Linked DNA regions of Mus musculus: region 2 is linked to region 1. A link is a contact called in public HiChIP or PLAC-seq data. All regions are on one chromosome and are shown on one strand. The core of a region is the stretch at or near the end of the contact, and the rest is flanking DNA. Distances in the headings are between cores, read along the strand shown. Region 1 holds the start of Cyb5r4 (cytochrome b5 reductase 4). Region 2 overlaps Snx14 (sorting nexin 14).

Evidence for each region. HiChIP or PLAC-seq counts read pairs in DNA pulled down with a chosen protein or histone mark.
Region 2: an H3K27ac HiChIP or PLAC-seq map of microglia shows a contact between it and region 1, with 8 times the contacts expected there. The contact joins the enhancer-like site here to the promoter of Cyb5r4 in region 1. A contact is called at or near these places in 4 of 39 promoter capture datasets (hippocampal neurons, liver, pre-B cells and 1 more) and 1 of 115 datasets of contacts at active chromatin or transcription factors (microglia).

What each region holds. Positions count from the first base shown.
Region 1 is chr9:87,017,367-87,023,504 of GRCm38.p6, reverse strand. It overlaps Cyb5r4 (cytochrome b5 reductase 4), which reads right to left and starts at 1,476. Exons shown (of 16, transcript NM_024195.2): 1 at 1,252-1,476. The coding sequence starts at 1,326. Ripply2 (ripply transcriptional repressor 2) reads right to left here. Exons shown (of 4, transcript NM_001037907.2): 4 at 3,064-3,852. The coding sequence ends at 3,696.
Region 2 is chr9:88,402,643-88,408,863 of GRCm38.p6, reverse strand. It overlaps Snx14 (sorting nexin 14), which reads left to right. Exons shown (of 29, transcript NM_001359958.2): 8 at 1,382-1,538; 9 at 3,549-3,624; 10 at 4,121-4,165; 11 at 4,273-4,353; 12 at 4,446-4,560; 13 at 5,444-5,599. Among named protein-coding and RNA genes, the nearest start is that of Snx14, 33 kb to the left of the region's middle. Within about 2 kb of position 4,498, at least 83 of the 459 cell types and tissues checked have an H3K27ac peak or open chromatin away from gene starts, as enhancers often do. A contact at or near this core is called in microglia, where this site is marked.

The DNA.
Region 1 (6,138 bases), core at 227-2,726:
TGGCTGAGTTCCATTTTTGAAAACTTTATCTGACTGTTTCATTGTTTTATGCAGTCCTAACTCTGCCTCTCAAGGGTTCGAGATTGTCTCATTTCATAACAAAGAAATTAATCCTACCTGAGGGTCCTATTAAATTACACAAAGATCTTACTTTGCCCTCTTTGGGGACAACAAAACTTACTTCTGCTATCGCATCTAAGGAACTTGCTGTCTTTGCCTAGAAGTTTTCTCCTTTAAATGAATGCTGAGAACATAGCCATTTTAATGAAGAAAGTCAGTTACTGACGTTCTCATTCTACAAAGGGCAACCTTAGACTATGGAGCCAAGCACTTAGCTTAAAGAGAGAGCAAGATACCCAGTTGATGGCTGGTGAGCAGAGGCGCACACACAGCAATGAAGGAAATGTCATAATCACAAGCTTACGTGACTGATAGCAGACTTTCATCAACCTATTTCTTTTTACCAAGAATGAAGATAGTAAACGTCCCTAGCTTCAGGGTAACTGTGAAGATTCAATGGGCAAAGGAAAAGGACTCCAGATACACATGGCCATCAGTGAGCCCACAAAACATCTTAGTGCTATGTATGATTAAAGCTGGGGACAGACATTTCTGAAAAATAAATGAAAACCTCAATTCCTTTTCTGATCTAAGGGCAAAACCTCAGATCTAAGTGGAGAAGAATGGAAAGTCTCAAAGTCATATAAAATAAAACTCGAGAAAGGAATCGAGTAGCCCAAGAAGACAGAAGTCTCAAAAGAAAATACCAAGATGTGGTTACAGAATAAGGAACTAGCAAAATAACATAAGAGCATTCGCCTTGCAATGAATACACTACACAATTTGTACTGAATTTTGCAACTATATATCTGTATTTCCACCTGCTGCTGACAGTAACCATATTCAACAAATAGACAAGAGCATGGTACCAGATTCAAAATCAACCAGGGGTGTCTACAGATGAGGCAGTGCTGGAACCACTGGCTACCGTATACACAGAGGAGTGCGACTTGAAGAGGTGGCACTAAATCTGACGGCAGGTTTGCAGACTCCAATCATCCCTAGCCACCGCCACTGCTCAGCCTGGATCTTTGACCGTAAAGAACAAAAGACTGGAGAGGACAGCTTGAGACAGAAATGCAACCATGCCGGAAGCGGGGTGCCGAGTGGACTTACCGCGGCCAACTTCAGCAGCTCAAACACACTTAGGGCGTTTGAGTTAGTAGTCGAACGAACGGCGTCGCCACTTACCTTGCTGCGCCCCTGGGAGGAGACGCGCTGCTGGGAGCCGGGGGCCGGGAAAGCCTGGGAAGGGACGTTCAGCATCCTGGGCCCCCGGCTCGGGCCGCATCCGGGCTCCGCCACCGGACAGGCTGCCCTGGTGGGACCCCAGCGCCCACCACCGTCCGTGCGGGCTCCTTGGCCCGGCCGAGGCCAAGCCCCCGACCCACTTCCGGGGTCGCCAGGGGTCAGGCGCGTCGTGACGCAATCACGCTCACGAGAGGCGGGGCGGGGGCGGAGTCAGAGGAAAGGCTCACTCACTCTGTGAGCCCGGTCGCCCGGCTTGGGAAGGGGTGGCTGTGCGGGGGTTGGGGGCAGGGCAGCGCATGCTCAGTTACTCTTTGGTCCTAAACTTCAGCACCACAAGGAAATGACAGCTTTCTGCTGAAAGATCAGAGAGTGAAGCTGTTCCCCAGCCCTGGTGCTGATAGAGGCCGAGGGTTATTTCTGGTAGAACAAGAAGACCAGTGCCTGTCTCTTGATAAACAACAATTGAAATATGAAAGAAAACAACACTATCAAAACGTTCAGACTGCTGAATAGTTCTCTCCTGTAAAATACTAAGCTCTAGGAAAGAGGACTTCACAGTTTCATGAGCTAAGAAGCCGAACTCAAGCAGCCTCTGCTGTGGGTTAAGAAACGTCACGTTTGGGGAACCAGTCTGGAAAACGAGTAAAAGACGTTTCCAGACGACGTTTCCAGAAGACCTTCTCTATCCATACACTCACACATTCTTCCTCCTCCCATAACTCTTCACTTTCCCTGAAATCTACAAGTAGCTCACTCCTAAATAGAGTGATTTGGTTTTGGTGTCATCCTTGTATTTAATGGCCTATGCACGCTACTTTTTATTAAAGGAACATTTTGTCTGTATAGGCTTGGGTTTCTGTAAGAAATAAATGGCTATATCTAAACCATATACTGTATATATTAATAGGCATGTAACAAAAGACAGGCCACCTTATACTATCCTGATTTGTTAACAAGAGAAATTCCTAACACTGTGGGTCCATGTTAGTGATACATTGGCTTTTTCTTTTTGCTAGGAAAATACACAGATCCACAGGGTGGAATCCAATAGAAAGAGAACATTTTCCCAAAGAGTAGTTCTAAATAACCCATCCCATTCTCTGTGGGGTTCTAATTTTTTCTGATTCTGGACACATCATTTACTCCAGCTATGTAGTTTCCAGAGTCCCTGGGAGTCAAAGTTGTGATAATGTGGTTTAATATTATGAGAGAGTCTGTGGATATGCTTAGTCATTCAAGCACGGGACATTTCTTAGCTAGCTAATTACCTCTCATCTCCACCTCTACCCATTTTTATTCTGGAATACTGCAGGAAAATATTTTTGGTATATTGTCAGACAAGCATTGAACTTGCAGTTCTCCTGCCTCATCCTCACAAGTAGCTCAGATTATAGATTAATAAAATATGTTTGTTTGCACCTGAACTGCTGAGCAGGTGATTATATAAAAACTAAAAGGACTTCATGAGCATAATCTACTGTGTCACCCTAACCATGCAAGTCCATCGTCCATCTCATTAAAGTATGGAATAAGTTTTCTTCTGTGATGCCTATGTAAGAAAAATCAGTCACTGAGGATTTATTTTACTCCCCAGAAGAAGATGTTTATATGAGAATATTGTGAGCGGGAAACTAAAGCAAAAGGAAAGTGGATAATGTTGAATTTTATGTCTTCCAAATCTTAGCTTTATCCAGGACAAAAGAAAAGAGAGCAACTTCATGTTCTCACCGTTTTTAGACTCTGTACAAATCATTCAAATTTAAACCTTTTTTTTTTAATTATAGGAATCCTTCAACATATACAGAAAGTACTGAACACCAGATTAAAGACAACAGGAGAATATCAGAGTGAGAGTCACACTACTCCATACTTAATTACAGTCCTTAAGATTTAAGTGACCCAAGATTGTTTTTCTTTCTCAACTATAATTACTTAAAGCATTTCCCTATGAGCAAGCAAACAAATACTAATATCCGTGAGAATAGTAGCAGCACCCAGTTTTCCTCACTAACTGCCAAGATTATATCATCTGTAACTAAACATCCAATTGAGATCAGCAGAAAACACCAGACATTACAAGAGCCGGTCTTTTAAAAAAACCAAATAGTTCCTTGAAAAATTATAACTAAAGATAAATTTGTGATTTAATAAAAAAAAAACCAGAAGTATTCTTTGTGAATCACAAATATTTATAACACAATCAGGACATTTGTACATGATGTCTATCTTAAAATCCCAACATTTAATTCTAGTGTAGGGACAAAGAGGATTCCAAATACTGTAATTATTACAAAATGTTTTATTAATAATGTATATACAAATAAATTAGTTTTAAAAGTTTATGGTACATTTATATACAAAATTCAAATTGTCAACAGAAGTAACTAATTAGATTGATTTTCACAGGCCAGCCCCTCTATTTCATCTTCACTATCAGAATCTTCATAAAACGAAATTGTAGCTTGAATTGGGAAATTTTTCAGAAGAGTTTCTGCTTCTTGATATAAGTAGTCGTAACACTTGGACTTGGGCCAGAATAGCCTGAAAGAAGCAGACAACATGCTATCCATATGTTTTCACACTTGGGGTCCTAATTGTCACCAAACAATTGATTTCAACAAGCTCTCTCTGCTTAATAATTAGTTTACACATTTTGGAGACAGAGTTTAAAGCTGCTACTGTTACAGTTTCCATGGAGTCTGCTTGCCAGTGAACAAATAAATGGTTGACTTTTCGCCATCTCTAGCCAAGATAAAATTGATATTTAAAAACTGACTCACACTCTATAAGCAGAAAAATCAATGCTTATCTTATTTCATGTCTATTTACATGCTTATTCTTATGAAATGCAGAAAGTTAGACTTACACTCTCTAAATTTCTCTAGAAGGCAAATAAATCCCACCCTTCCATCACACACGTGGATGATAGCCAACTAGACAAAGAGGGTAGAATGTCTGCACTCTGAACAGGTTTCAGGTCTCACTGTCCAGCAGAAACGAAGCCCTTAGTTACAGATACAGCCCATATGCTTGATCAGATATTGATCAGATATATAAAAGCTTTAAGGTCTATGCCTTCACAACTTGCTAGGTGGGAAAGCTGCTCTAACACCAACCTTTATTTCCAATTCATCTCCTCTCCCATCCAATCAATCTGGGAACACTATATCAATGCATTGAGAAAGAATGATACAGGTTTTATACAATTAATTTGCTTGTAAGCATCATTATCTCAGAATTTTAAAATTTGACCATTGTTCATCTGGCCTAGTGACCTTATTTTATTTATCATATAAAGAGAAAAAATAGGTAAGGCTGAGTTAACAACTATCCTGAAGTCAGTTTAGTATAGGGCAAAGAACTCTGTCTACATATAATTGACTCTAACCAAGGAAAGATTATATTGTGTTCAGTGTGCTCAATTTTAAAAGTGTGTTCAGAAAATTAGGCAACAGAGTTTACATATACTTCTAGTAAAACACATTAAAAGCATATAATCTGGATACTTAAACAAGTAGCTATCAATTATGTATACAATAGATGTGGCAGTGAGCTCTTGTGCCAACATACTCTACCAAACAAACAGAATAAACCATGCATCCTATCCGCAAAGAGGTGACCACAGAACAAAAAGCATAAGACACACATTACAAGTCAAGATAGAAATGAATAAAAAAATAACTTAAAAAAAACCCACAACTAAATTGTTCAGTAGAGAAAGCAATTGTTTACCAAATTACCAAGGTATTTTCTAATGTGTAATTGGAATGGCCAATCCCCTCACCCCCAATGTTCCGTTGGTATCATAACGAGTGGTCAGAATGTCTCACTGTGGACACTTCTTCATCTCTGAGTTCCCCGGTATGATTCTTTAGTCTCCTCCGAGGCCTTCCTGTATTCCATTACCAGGTGGAAGCTTGCCCTTCCTCTGGGCCTTCCTTGAGAACTCTCACCACTTCTGTATGTACTTCCTCCGGATGACCTCACCCACTGCCGTGAGATTCCCCAGCCTTTCATACTCACAGACCTCACCCCAGTGCTTTCAGTGAAGGTGTGCAGCCTGTCTCCTGACTTACATACAACCCTCTCCCTAATTGCACTGCTTGGATGCCCTAAAGCATAGGGAATGCAATGAACAACAATTCAGATCCATTTCCCCATTCCCCACATCTGCAGCCTCACAGAGCAGCACTCACCTGGTCAGCAGCCACAAATATGGGAGGCATTCTGGCTTTTTAGCTGTTCTTCGCCCACCCTGCCAGTACATTCATTATAAAGCCCTGCTTTGTCTCCTAAGTATTTCCTACATCCACTAAGTCCCGCCTCCTTTCCTGACTTCCTTGAAAAGCTCTCCTTAGAATCTTATTTGTAACTACTTCCAATTTTGCTTTGAGTCTTTACTTCAGTCCATAACTGATTTTATGAAACAATGATCTGATCAAACCATTCTCACGGCTAAAATCTATAACCATCAACACATCCTACAGAGTAAAGCCCATGGGTTTCTAGACAAAACTCTGTACCTCTGTATGGAGGTCTGTCTATAAGCTCTGGCCTTTTACTACCTTGCAGACACCACTGCAGCTACACACATCCAAGTTCCCGGTCCCTGGAGCTCCAGCAGGAACCACACTGCCCCAAAACCAGCTATCTCTTTTCCGCATCTGACCCTTGGAGACTCATCAATAGTGACCATAACTAACTTATACCACACCCTTTCTAAGCTTTCCCCAACCCTTTAAAAGTAACATATTTCATGCCCTGACCTCACTTCAAAACTAATCAAAGTAAGGCTAGAGAGATGGCTTAGTGGTTCAAAACAGTGGC
Region 2 (6,221 bases), core at 3,249-5,748, 1.4 Mb before region 1:
GAGTACTTTACTGTCAGAGGACATAGGACAAAGTGTCAGTAGGCTTGACCTTTCCTTAGTGTCAGTCAAAATCACATCTGTTTCACACTGGTTTCTTTGTTGTTGTTGTTGTTTTAAATAGGCCAACTTTTTACTTGACTAGACATTTCTTATCTTCCACAACATTCAGTAGCTTTTTAATATCACATCAAATATATTCTATTTAAATATTTTGATTATTTATAGACAGTCTTCCAGCAACATAATTAATTTCTTCCCTTCATCAAAAGTCTGCAATAAAATATTCTTCCAACTTAAGATTTTACCCTAGCATGACAAAGTTTAACATATGAAAACAAATGCCTCTCTTATTTTTTCTGAATAATACGTTTCAGAAAGCCACATAACTTCAATATTACAGTGATAATTACACAACAAGAAAGCTAGATTTGTCTTCTTCTATCTTACTAGACTCCCCCTCAGACATCCTAACTATCTTCTGGAGGTTAATGACAGACTCGTTTATAAGCAATGAAGAGCTAAGGCTCTCCTTCATCTTTTCAATGGTTACTTTTGGTTACTCAATCTTTTCTATATACTGTGATCTGGCTAAAAACGTGACACTAGCTGGAGAAGCCACTTTCTTCCATACTCTTAGTGGTTGTCTGGATAATATCTGGATAGTATTGATATAAAAACAGGAAGCAATAACTCTTGTGTCTACTAGGGCACATTTTCTTTAGTTCCCCTTGCCCCACTTAAGTCATTTGTTAGTATATAATATAGAAGTCATGAGTTTGAATTCTTATTTGCTCAGGGAAAAAGACTCAGAAAATGAATTTATTCCAAAAAAATAAAAAGTATCCTAGTAATGTTCTATTGCTGTGAAGAGACACTAGGACCACAGCCTCTCATACAGGAAAACATTTCATTGGGATTGGCTTACAGTTTCAGAGGTCCATTCCCACCGTGGCAGGAAGCGGTGCTGGAGAGGGAGCTGAGAGTTCTACATGCGGACTGGCAGGGAGCAGGAAGAGAAAGAGACACTGGGCCTGGCTTAAGTATTGAAACCTTAAAGCCCCTCCCAGTGACACTTCTCACAAGGCGCACCTACTCTAACAAGGCCACACCTCCTAATTTCTGTCAAGTATTACCATTCCCTAATGAACAAACATTCCAATTTATGAGCCTATGGGGTCATCCCTATTCAAACCACTGCTGTAAGTAAGTTCATGGGAGAGGAGAAAGTCTTCCTTTATGTCTTATTTCTGTAAAATTTTCCATTTCTATTCAGAAAGCAGGGGCCAGGAGAGGAATGAGGAATACATGTTCTGTATGCTAATGCAAATGAAGTAATTTAATATTTCATAACTCATCCAATAGTTTTTATTGTTATTTACAGTAAAGAACACGGAGTATTTACAACAAGCCGCTTTAGAAGAATATGGTCCAGAGCTTCATGTGGCCCTGAGAAGTCGAAGAGATGAATTACAGTATTTAAGGAAGCTTACTGAGTTACTTTTTCCTTATATTTTGCCTCCTAAAGCAACAGACTGCAGGTATAAACGCACTAGAAAATATCATAGTAGTATTTGTAATGTATATAGTGAATATATCTATATAGCATATACATATAGCATGTATATTGCTGTTTTATTATAATAAGGCTTCACTAAAACTTGGTATAAATTTATGGTATGAATAGTTTTTCACTTGAGAATAATTTGGTCAGATGTTAAAATGCCAATTTAGGTGCTGAGTATTTGTTATTTTGCCTTAGAATTTGTTATTAAAAACTGATTGTAGAAGTCACAGTTAAATAAATGAGGACACTTAATTTTATTTGAAATATTTCTGCTTTATTTTCTTGATGTTCCTTTTTAAAGACATGCATACCATGATTCTTATAGACAGAAACACTTTGAGCATACTTTGCAGACAAGTTTGGTTTTTAAGCTGTCCAGCTGGAAAGAATAATTAGGGGTCCTTCCCTCCATTCCCCCTTCTTCTAGAGAAGTATATGTGGATTTTGCCCATAAGTTACTTCATTACCCTTATCCTGATAGTTCTTAGATTGTTATTTACAGTAAAAGAACAATTTAGAGGGGAAAATTGTGGCTCATTCTTTCCTCTCTCCTCTGTCCGCTCTCCCTCTCTTCCTTTCCGTTCATTGAGACAGGGCCATGCTACATAGTGTTCTCGACCTGCTTTGTCTCCCAATTTAGGGTTGTAGGTCTGTGTCACCATGCTCAGCTCAGTGATGTACTTGCAAATATTTAATCATTAGACGATATAGAAGTGCATGTTGGTAGAGGTATTTTAGTGTTTTGATCAAGCTGTCTAGCTGGATATGCTGCTGTGATCTCATCTATGTAGGTGCCTGAGCAGAGTGCAAATGTGAAAATCCGTCCTGGGAAACATACTGATCCTCCTTCGTAAAGAAATCTTTAGTCTCATTTGTGTTGCCAGTTAAATTGTCCTTAGTCTTAGGGCGCATGCTGTTGGATATACCATACATACACAGTTTTTTGGTGTGTGTGTTAAGGAGCAAACCCGGGACCTTGTACATGCTACTCAGTCTCTCAGCTACATCTCCAGCCTGTAAACGTGAACTTATAAAGCTAGCAAAGATTCGAGAAGGAAAAGTGCTCTGATGTCTTCCTGCTCCCTCCTGTAAGAGAGCGCTCATTTCCTTTAAACAGTGGGCACTTTTAGCAAATGAAGAGCGCAAGTCCAAGTGTGTGATGCTGCAGCAGAAGCATCTAGACACTTGCTGAAAATGCAGAATTGTACGGCCCTTCCTGGTCCTACTGAATTTTAATCTGAGTTTTTTGGATAGATAAGTGTGTACGTAGGGGAGGAGCCTAAACAGCCACATAAGACAAGCGCTCTTCCACTGAACTACACTCCCAGCTCCATCTTTCCTTTCCCCTTCCCCCTCTCCCCCTTTCCCCTTTCCCCTTTCCCCTTCCCCCTCTCCCCCTTTCCCCCTTCCCCCTTCCCCCTTCCCCTTTCCCCTTTTCCCCTTCCCCCTTTCCCCTTCCCCCTTCCCCCTTTCCCCTTCCCCTTCCCCCTTCCCCTTTTCTCTTTCCCCTTCCCCCTCTCCCCCTTCCCCCTTTCCCCTTTCCCCTTTCCCCCTTCCTCCTTCCCCCTCTCCCCCTTCCCCCTTCCCCTTTCCCCTTTCCTTTTTTCTTTCTTTTCTACCTACCTACCTACCTACCTACCTACCTACCTACCTACCTACCTATCTACCTATCTACCTACTTATCTACCTACCTACCTACCTACCTACCTACCTACCTACCTACCTACATGGTTTCATAGTACAGCCTGTAGCTGACCTGGAACTTGCTGTGTAGATCAGGCTGGCCTTGAACTAAGATCCAATTTTTTCTGCCTCTCCAGTGCTGGGGTTAAAGGCGTGCGCTACCATGTCCATCCCCATAGTTTCATTTCCGTGGGGTCTTTAGTTAGTTAAGTGCTTGACAATGAGGAACTTGTGCGGGTCACTGATTACAGAATTATTATTATTAATTATTATTATTAATTATTATTACTTCTGTCTCCAGGTCCCTGACATTACTCATAAGAGAGATTCTGTCTGGTTCTGTGCTTCTTCCTTCTTTGGATTTCCTAGCTGATCCAGTAAGATTACATTTTTTCTTTTCTTTTTCTTTCTTTCTTTCTTTTTTATAAAATACTCTTGAATTACTGTTTAGCCATTTTGTGTGTATAGTACATTGTTTTGAAACATGTGCTTATTTGAGTGACCATCATCATCACCTTCCAAAGTGTTGGTCTTAACAAAACGAAAATCCTGTAAATTCTACACCCATAAACAGTAATTCCTTGGCAGAGGAATGTTTTAGTAGTCCTTTCCTTGCCAAGTCTCAGTAGTAATCCATTCTATGTGTGTGTCACATTTTGCTTATTTATTTGTTCTTGGATGGACACTTTCAACAGTTCTGACTGGTTTGATTGTAGTTCTTTAGGAGTCCCTCTGTAACACACAGATACAGATATTTAGCCAGTCACTGTGCTGTTTATTTTTCTAGCAAACTTGATAATGTGAAAGTTCTGAGAATTTTTGGCAGAACATGACAGTGGGTTATTCTGACCTGTGCTTCTTACGTCCCATTAGGATACTGTCAATCATTTGCTTATCATCTTCATAGACGACAGCCCTGTGAGTATTGAGCGTACTGCGTGCGACACTTGGAACTGCTTTGTTTGAACTGTATGTACCAACTCTAGTGCGAATTTTACTGAATTGATAATTCTGTTTCTTCCAAGCCTGAAAAAGCAACTGAACCAGCTTCCCCTTTGGTTCCATTCCTGCAGAAATTTGCAGAACCTAGAAATAAAAAGCCATCCGTGAGTGTTTTCAGCATTAATGTTTTGGAGATAACAGTTTTAAAATACATTCATGTATCTTTCACTTACTCTTCCTCTCATGTTGCGACAAGGTGCTGAAGTTAGAGCTGAAACAAATCAGAGAACAGCAGGACCTTTTGTTCCGCTTTATGAACTTCCTGAAACAAGAAGGGGCCGTGCACGTCCTGCAGTTCTGTCTGACAGTCGGTGAGGCTTCCTCTGCGTGTCACCAGTGACGTCACCATGCTTGCTAGTGCTGTGGCTGTTTAGAGCAGATCTGCTGTCCAGACGACATTTCATGCTAGATATCTCGGGTGACTGAGCTTCTCCAGCTGTCTAGTCCTTTCTAGGTGGGGCATGACCGTAACATTGCCTGCAGTCAGATTCTAGTAGCAGAAAAGAATCTCTAAAAATCCAGTGTGGTGGTGCTGTGTGAAAGATCTCACAGTCCAAATCAGCACCGCTCGGCCAGCATTCTGTTAGGAGTGCCAAGCTGGAATATCACGGCGCGTTGGATCTGTGAGAAACTTTCCGAGCTGGATTGTCATTATTACTTAGTGAGCAATCAGATTTTACAATCTTGACAGATCTTTGGTATGAGAAACTAATCTAATATGTTCTTTATAGAAAATATTACAAATATGCTTACTAGTCTGTTGTAGCAAATTTGTATTGCTAGCCATGTTTATATATTTTATATTAACATAAAAATCTTGTTGAATTTGGGTTTTTGTTTGTTTTTTTTTGTATCTGTTGTTTTTGTTGTTTTTTGTTTGTTTTTTTGTTTTTTTTCAAGACAGAGTTTCTCTGTGTAGTCCCGGCTGTCCTGGAACTCACTCTGTAGACCAGGCTGGCCTCGAACTCAGAAATCCGCCTGCCTCTGCCTCCCGAGTGCTGGGATTAAAGGCTTGCGCCACCCCTACCTGGCTGAATTTGTTTTTAATTTGAGTATTCTACTCTCAAGTCCTTTTCTAAAAGTTTAAAATAATAATTTGATTATATTTTCTGCTTCTAGTTAGAATAAGAGCGTGAAGTTTTCATGAAAGCATTTATATTAACTTTTTTTCTTAATCTCTCTCTAATTTGTTAGAGGAATTTAATGATAGAATTTTGCGTCCAGAGTTATCAAATGATGAAATGCTATCTCTCCATGAAGAATTGCAGAAGATTTATAAGACCTACTGCTTGGATGAAAGCATTGACAAAATTCGCTTTGATCCCTTCATTGTCGAAGAGATTCAAAGAAGTAAGTCAGAGCGGATAGTGCATGGGTGGTCGGCATTGTTCCCGTCTGCTGCGTTTTCTTCGTGTCTCTTATTCTACTTTAAAAAAAGATTAATTTATACAGTTGTTTGTTTGAGGGAGGAGCCTCTCACTATGTGTCCCTGGGTAGCTTGGAGTTCACTTTATAGACCAGGTTGATCTCAAACTCAGAGACTTGTCCATCTCTGCTTCCCCAGTGCTGGGATTAAAAGCATGAGTCACCACTCCTGGCACTTTTTATTGCTTGAATAATTATTTTCAAGTGCGTGCGTGCGTGCGTGTGTGTGTGTGTGTGTGTGTGTGTGTGTGTGTGTGTGTGTGTGTGTTCGAGTGTGTACATGTGCCCAGGTGCCCTTGAAGGGCAGAGGCTTTAGAGCCCTCTAGTGCTGACGGTTGTGAGCTGCCAACATGGGTTTTGGTAACTGAACTCTGGTCCTTTGCAAGAGCAGTTACCAAGCGCACTCTTGAGCGCTTCACGTATTTTTTAGTCATTCCAGCAGCAGTTAAGATGCTTTAAAAAATACTTAGGACCTTTTATTAACTTTCTTAGTTAAGACTTTTTTTTTTTTTTTTACATATTTTACTGACAAGATTAAAGCTTTGAG